Linked DNA regions of Capsicum annuum: region 1 is linked to region 2. Evidence: chromatin contacts called from public Hi-C data. All regions are on one chromosome and are shown on one strand. Each heading gives the region's core, a stretch centred on a gene start, on an enhancer-like site or on the middle of the called end of the contact. The rest is flanking DNA. Distances are from core to core; before and after follow the strand shown. Region 1 holds the start of LOC107858462 (E3 ubiquitin ligase BIG BROTHER-related). Region 2 has its middle 16 kb from the start of LOC107860885.

Region 1 (4,285 bases), core at 1,456-3,955, 240 kb before region 2:
AAGATCACCAGCGAAGAAAGAATAAGTGACAGCTACATGGACAAGGATGAAGCTATAGAAGTACCACGGAGACCATTCTCGAGGTCTCAAACTAAGGAGATGCAAGCCAAGGTGATGGACTTCAATGGGAGATCAAGAATATGCATATCCTGGAAAAAGAGCCCAAGAATTATACCAAAGAGGTAGCTAAGTGTGACACATATTTCATGGTCCAACTCCAAGTCCAAGAGGAGGATTGAGCCTATATGGAGGCCCATACACGGCCAAAAAGGGTTGAAGAACATGGCTACTTAGGCGTGTATTTCGGAGTAAGAAAGTGTCACTTCTTTCCTTATTTGTTAGATCATTTTTGGAAGAAGTGTGGCACTAATTTTACTTGTTTTTGTAGTCTCGTGTTTTTCCTAAAAGTTCTTCTCTAGTTAGGTTTTCAACTTATTCTTTCGATAAAAGGAATTGTTGTCCAATGTAGAGTAGGATTTGATTCCAAGGAGGATAAGGAGAGGGGTATATGATTTTCTCCCGATATATAGGGGAGTTTTTTTGTTGTTAGAAGACACATCATTATTAATATTATTTGGAATTCCTCTGCTTTACATGTTTGTTTATTGGCTAGTTGGAATTCAACTTACAAGAAGTATTATTCTAAGAGGTATAGTTGATTCTTTGCTTAAGGGTCTAAATCACTCTCATAAGTTCTGAATTGATTCTTCTAGTAAACATGATTCGCCTTAATCCACTAATTTTGTCTACTACAATCAATTGGGATACTTAGCAATTAATTTTGAAGTTTTGGAATTCCTTTTCTTGAATTTCGCCTATCTTTATTTTCGTGTCTTTAATCTTCATTTTTTGCTTCCACATGCTTCTCTTTTTTTTCTTGAAACTACTTCAATTTTTATCAATAAGTTAGGGAACTAATCTTATTATATAGTTCCACTAGAAGAGTACTGCTGAGGATAAAAGAAGCTTCATCAGACCGAATTTGGTCTAAAAATTACTTGCGCCTCTTTGTATGGGACGTGGATTACTTAGTTATACCTAGAAGAACCAACTACAATTCAGTTAGCAACCAAAACAGAGTTTACAAAGAAATATTCCTGTTATTGCAATATGATCTCTTGTCATATAGCCTAAATTCAACTCTACAATCCATGCAAAGGGATCAACTCTCTTACTCTTATTTCTATATTCTATTTTCCCCTTTTCCTCTGCTCACATTCCCCTCCCTCTTACTCTTGTCATTTTTTCCTTTCCTTTTTTCACATTTCTTTATTTGTTTTGATCCTCTTTCTTTTGGCTTTCCATACTCCATTTGCTAGCTCTCATTTTCTCTTTTGATGACCTTTGTTTCTCTGTCTTTGTCTTCATTTTATTTGCCCATCTGAATAACTTTCATCGGCTTAACTCAGCCCAACGAGCCTATAAGCTGTGTGTCACCTTGATCACCTAAATAACCCTGATTAGCAGCAGCATCTTATCTCATTCACCAAAATGGTGAACTGCTAAACCAGCACCGCTTTATAAATTTGACTCTTAAATACAATTTTTAAGTTAATTCAACCAAGTGTGTGGTGCCATTATTCTAGAGAGGGCTTCTAGTACTTAGATTATCTTTACCTCAAAGATTTCTTGGTATATCCCGATAATATGTAGGAGCATGAACTGAAACATTCTGGGGCTACAAAGATAGTTATTAAATCACTAGCACAACATAAAAACACTCTCCCTAGAGTAGTTGTTAATACAAATAAGAGATACACCATTACAGCGAATTTGAAGAGGGTACAATAGGCATTGTTCTGAATTTGGAATCAAATAATGTTGGTGTTGTATTAATGGGCAATGGTTTGTTAATACAAGAAGGAAGTTGTGTAAAAGCAACGAGAAGAATTACTCGGATACCCATGAGTGAGGCTTATTTGGGTCGTGTTGTAAAATATTCGAACTTGAATCTTGTGTTTTCTAATTTAAATACTGTAAAAATAGAATGTAAGTAGGCGATGGGGTGGATATAGCCAAGTGGAACTTTGAACTAATAAAAGAATGGAAACCTCTTCTAAAATAAGCTAAAAGCATTTTAACAATCCAAGTAACTTCAGTTAGTTCTCATACACCTACTTTATCAAATACGCACAAGACTTTATTGAGGCTATGATAATAAAGTTTTAGGTGGTACATAGAGAGTACTAAGTAATATCAGCTTCCAAGATACCTACTATAGAGACAAAGTGCTCATCTAGAATTAGGGTTATAATAATTGAATCTTGAGATGTGAAAAAGCCCTCCTAATATTTAAAATAAAGCAAAGCATATAATATAAAAGAGAAAAAGAAAACCTGGTCTTGCAAGGTGCGGGCGAGAGCAAGATCAGCATCGACCTGACTAAGTTCGGTGAATGGAGTTCTCCGGCAACCTTGATTATCAACAGCAACAGCGACATCCGATTCCCCGTTTCCATTCACTTGCACACTAGAACTACTATTCCCATCAGGGTTTCCTCGTTCCTGACTGTTGTCATCAATCCTCGTTGTGCTTTTGTCTGATGATGCTGCTGCTTCATTATTATTTTTTGAATTCTCCATTTCGAAGGATTTGGAGAGAGGGAAATCGGAAGAAGAAATCTGTGTGAAGCCTAGAGGAAAGCGATGGTGGGTTTGATTTGGGTTTGTGTTGAGAGAGAGGAGTGGGGGTGGGGTGGGGCGGGGGTGATTAGAGAATATAAATTAACTTTTTTTAATTAAATTTAGATAATCAATTATAAATTATATTTTAATATGCTTTAGTTATTTTAAGTTTTTAACTGTCATAATTTATAATATTTTTAATTAATTTTTAAATAATACATATTACTCTTTTTATTTAAACTCTTGTAACTTTAAAAATCAGTTATATTTTTTAAATAATTTAAATTTTTATTATTGAGATTTATAATACCTCTTCTCTATTATTATTTAAGTAATACTGATATAATTCTAAAAGTCAACCAAATATTTTATATATGTAAAAAAAATTAAATTGATAATTATTTTGAGATTATAGTACTTTTTTTATTTTTTAAAAATATATAACAGATTAAATTTTTTTAAAGATATTTTAAGCTATTAACTACTCTAATTATAGTATTTTTTATGTACTTTTCAAATAATACATGTTACGCTCTTTTGTTCAAATTTTTGTGACATAGTAAATTATATTTTTAGTTATTACAATTTAAGTAACGCTGATATAATTTCGAGAGTCAACCAAATATTTTAGATCTTTTAAACTTTTTAAATTGTTAATTATTGTGATTTATAGTATTTTTTTTAATATATAACAGATTAATTTTTTTTTAGATATTTTAAGCTGTTAAATATTGTAATTTTATAATACTTTTTATATATTTTTCAAATAATATGCTACTCTCCTTTTCCAAACTTTTGTGACATTATTACATTTAAAAAATAATTTAAGTTTTTAATTACTGTGATTTATAATACTCTTTCTTCTATTTCAATTTAAATGTTACTAATATAGTTTCAAGAGTCAGTCAAATATTTTATACCTTTTAAATTTTTTAAGTTATTAATTATTATGATTTATAAAAAAAAATCATATTTTTTTGAAATATGTACCAGATAAACAAAATAAGACAAGCAGATTAAAATTGATGAAAAAAATAAAAGCAAGGAAAGGACTAATGAAGTTGTGTCAAAGCAGACAGATTGACTAATTATTATGATTTATAGTAATTTTTTGAAATATATAACAAAGTAAATTTTTTATTTTTTTAGATATTTTATGTTGTTAACTATTGTAATTTATAATATTTTTTATGTAATTTTCAAATAATAGATGTTACTCTTTTTGTACAAAAATTTGTGTCATTGATAGTTAATTATATTTTTAAAATAATCTAACTTTTAAATTATTATAATTTGTAATACTTTTTCTTCTATTTCTATTTAAATGACACAATGTTTAGATAACCATAATAATTAATTAGGGGGTGATATAGTAAAATCATGATTGAAGCAGTGAATTAGACATGTCTTAAATAACTTATAATAACTAATTAAAAGTGATATAACAAAATTATTATAGAAAATATTTGTGGAAAAAGATTAAGTAAATCACATTTATGACATCAAGTTAATTTAATATTAAATATATTAATTTTTTAATACTTAAATGACTTTATAATAATTTTCTAATACTTAAATGATTTATAATAATTAATCAGGGGTAACATAATAAAATTACAGTTGAAGCAGTTAAAGCAGACATATTATAAATATCTATTTTA
Region 2 (4,333 bases), core at 579-3,078:
GTATATCACAGCTCTTTTGCACACATTTTTATGTATATATAACTGTATTTCAGTCATGTATATACAACTTTGATCCCCCAACCACATAATCAGCTTCCTTTTCCACTTGCCCTTTTCTGAACTTGTATACTTGTGTATATCTACTGTATACTAGCACTGTATCAGTCGACTTTCTTCATGTATTAGCCATTTTGAACTTGGTACGGGTCTTGACTCGATGCAAATTGGATTTAACCCAACGAAATGCGAGATATAGGAGTCCGAGGGACTCAACGGAGGAGTTCATGCATATAAAAGGGGTGAAGATTAGTATCAAGAAGTAGATCAAGTATTATATCGCTTCATGCATAATTCTTAGAATATTCCATGATCACATATTCATTTTTTAAGAAATCAGAGAGTCCAATTGGTACATAATAACATATACATGGATTATTATTTTAATCAAGAAGCCTTCCAACAAAGTGTTAAATAAAGGCTAATGATCTATACATCTACCGACACAAATCATACTAACTTTATAAACAACCTAACGAATTTTAAATTTGAAACTCAACAAGATCATCCGTAGCAGGCACGTGAATTTCAAGTACACTAACAATATCATTTTTTTAGAAGACTTCAAATATTTTCCTTTCTTGCTTACTCGAGCCAACTTAGTAGATCATGATCCAAACACTAGGGAAACAAATGCTCTGCCAATTGAAGCCTTAAGACCCACTAAAGAAAACCAACTACATCATTTAGTGTTTTAGCCTTCCACGCGGACAGACCCCTAAACACATATCCATGTAGTGCATAGCTCAGTTTAAACAAAAATAAGATAAGAAAGGCATGTGAGGCCTAGTATTGCACAATTCAAAACACATGATTTCACTATCTTGAACCAACAGTTAGCTTTTTCATGAAATTATAAGCACTAGAAAAAGCAACTAAACACACAAAAACACCTAAAGTGACTACACAACATCTTTGACAGGCTGCATAACCGCAAGACAAACATTTTTTACATCATTGATTCAAAAAGATAAACGATGTGCAAGGTCATTTGTCTAAGCACAAAGCTTACTACTACGAGCTGATAAATTTCCACCCTTAACACGACTAAGTATCGAACCAATCAAACCAGAAAATCTAACCTCAAACAAAATCTCAAGAAAACAACTTAAAAAACAAAGAAGAAACGAGACTTGTAGACATTCAATAAGGAAAAAGTCTCGACATAAAAAGAGGGTTTTACCTTTTTTTGGTGCAAGAACTGGGACGACAAAATCGACTTCGAAATCAAGATTCAACTCAACTTCTGCCAGAATTTTAAATGATTTCAAAAAAAAAATTGGTTACGTGAGATTAGAAGAGTGCTCCAAAATCTCTAAGTTTTCCACCAAAAATCCTCCTTTTTATGGTGAGGGAAGGGCCTTATTTATTGATGGAATCCAGATTTAAAAATCTGGATATGAAATAAGAATTTTGCAAAAACATGTGAATGGAGTTTGAATTCGAACTCAAAAGGAATTTCTTCTACATCTCGAATTAATGACGAATTTCAGATTAATTTTCCATTGTATCACCGATTTTGGACTATTGTTTTGCCATTATCGATTTCACAGGCCGGAGGAGCTAAAAATAGACGCGACTGGTTTTTTGGGGGGGAGGGGGAGGGACATCGTTTGTTGTGGCTTTTGCGGAGAATTGCGTATTGTACGTTGTTGATACGGTTGTTGGTGTTGAAGTTGGTCGGGTTTTGCCGTTTGTACGCTGTTGATGAAGCTATTGTTGTCGTTGAACATTGTTGTTGTTTTGTTGTTTGAAAAACTCAGTAAAATGGGCCGAGTCAGGTTGATATTTTGGGCTTAGGCAGCTGATTTGCATTGTTCAGGCTAGAATGGGGAATGGGATTTAGGGATTTTGGCTATTTAACAAATAGTCGATAAATGAAAAAATTAGACAATTGTATTAAATGTTAACCTAATTAAAATTCAATTGATCAATTGCATTGCAATTACGGCTGAATTAATTTCAACTAAGGTTCAATTTAATAAATTGACTAAATTAAAATAATATTTGAAATAAACTAACGACCAACTCAATCCCGAACTTCTTGATTCATTAAAATCAAATAAATATTTTTTCAAATAAATTATTTTTGAGACTAAATTATATTCAAATCAAGATTTTAACCATTTGAATAAATTTTTAAGATAACCCTTGATTTAAAATTCAATTTTTCGTAAAACAATTATTTAAGTACCAAAATCATATGGTTTCGTATATCCGAATAAAAATATATATTTAATTTTCACTTAAAATGTCAAAATTATTTAGATAAATACCTTGAGAAGCTTTTATTCGGATAAAATAAATGTTGCAATATTATTTAAAATCCAAGAATACTGAAAATTAACTTAGCCGTGGGGGCAAAAATTAGGTGTCAATAATCACTAACCCACAACACCTACCTCATCTATACTCGACGATCAATACTAATATATTAATATTTTTGTACTTCTTGTTGTGAAATCATGTCAAAGTGTGCATCTTTCTTTTATGAATAAATATATGTGTCTGATATTCTTTCTAAGGATTGCACCATAAGTGACTTTCTTTCTTTAAAGTTTGTGAAGTCAAGCCAAAATTTGCTTATTCATCTCTACTTTAGAGGAAAATTATCATGCCCTATTTTATGTGTGGAAGGTGAAATGAGACTTACTGAACCATATGATCAAATGTCATGACAAATTACTTTGATATATTTGAATACAAAATAATAGTACCACAACTACTTCTATTATAATAGGATTCACAACACATTTAAGCAAATGGGTGTTGTTGTATTTAGTGTCATTAATAACACTTTAGAGAAAATTATCTAGAATCTTAGAATTACTTAAGAGGGGTAGTGTCATCTACTGGTCTACTACAACTAATTTCTAAACCCCTTTCATTTACATGCATGATGGCATTGTAGTTCACCAGACAAAGCACCATTTTTTTGTGTGCTCCAAAAGATTTCTAAATATAAAGCTTCCATAATCAGGATCTCAACTTGTAAAAATCATGTGGTATGCATTGTCGTGCCTTATTTTTCTCGTGAAAAGCAAAATTTGATGTAACAACTCTTTTTGAGATTATTTAAATAGTGAAAAGTCGTCATCTAACAAATTAAGGTACGTTAGAGCATCATTCTAGATTAATTACGAACCAGTTAATTTTTCTACATCACCAGAAATCAGGTAAGATTTCAAATTACCTTAAAAAAAGGTGTTAGGTACCTTTCGAAATTCACAAATGTGGTTTCCGATCGAATTCGTATTTTACGTGAAAATTCTACGTGATAAACAAAGGTCACTTATTTTATAAACTTAATATTGCTAAGTAATAACGTAATAAATGAACAAGACATACAACTTGGTTATATTTAAATTACAAATTAAGTGACAAAACGAACAAAAAGATATACGTTAAATAAGCAAGAAGACAGAAGTGACACAATTTATATAGCAAGATTTATTAAATAAGCAAACGTAAACTACCCCAAACAATTAAAACAATCAAAGTAAATAAATGAATTCAAAGATTGGACAAAAATTTATTATTCAGATCAGCACCCAGCTTATTAATGAGAGACAATATCGTATGTCGCATTATCGTATTATGCTCGAGATAACTTGCATCATTTTTAAAAGTCTACCCACCCCCACCTAATTTGATTATTAGACTTAAAAAGGTTCTAAGAATGACAAAAACTAGCTTGTCCTACAATGTCTATGCGTCCCAACTTAATATCTAAGAGGCATTGGACTTTTTCTATTTGAATTTAGGGTCTAGACAAACAAAACTAGACTTCCTAATTAAACTCAAAGTTCGTACCAATCAAAACACACTGGACAAATACGTAGCACATAATGATTTCAAACAAGCCTCTTAATTAGTTAAGGATGAATTAGGTGATTAGCATGCCAAAACAAACAATTATTCATTTATATGATTAAACTTATAGGCATGATACCTACGTGATAAATTTTTGGCAATTAGGATAAGAGAAAATTATCAATTCACTCTGAAAAAATACGTTGAAAATTTGTTAAATTAGAAGGCATGTCGAGAGTCAAGTAAGCATGTTAAAATAATTAAACACGTTGTAAATTAGTAAAAGCTCTAGGGATTAATTTTAGAATACTAGAAAATATATTTAAATACTAAAAATAATTAACATGCTGTAGTTTTCGATTTTGATTGCTAAAAATATATATTACTTCTGAAAATTAACAAAAATATTGCTGGAAAGTTATAAACATGCTGAACATTCGTTTTATTATGCAAAATATATGCT

The links. Hi-C and Micro-C count contacts between places; a contact is called where the count stands out from the background.
Region 1: a contact with region 2 is called in a Hi-C map of leaf, with 3 times the contacts expected there. The contact joins the promoter of LOC107858462 here to the enhancer-like site in region 2. A contact is called at or near these places in 2 of 5 Hi-C or Micro-C datasets (leaf and placenta).

Annotation. Positions count from the first base shown.
Region 1 is chr2:28,442,656-28,446,940 of UCD10Xv1.1, reverse strand. It overlaps LOC107858462 (E3 ubiquitin ligase BIG BROTHER-related), which reads right to left and starts at 2,705. Exons shown (of 7, transcript XM_016703124.2): 1 at 2,337-2,705. The coding sequence starts at 2,582.
Region 2 is chr2:28,197,181-28,201,513 of UCD10Xv1.1, reverse strand. No RefSeq gene overlaps it. Among protein-coding and RNA genes, the nearest start is that of LOC107860885, 16 kb to the right of the region's middle. Within about 2 kb of position 1,828, at least 5 of the 5 cell types and tissues checked have an H3K27ac peak or open chromatin away from gene starts, as enhancers often do. A contact at or near this core is called in leaf, where this site is marked.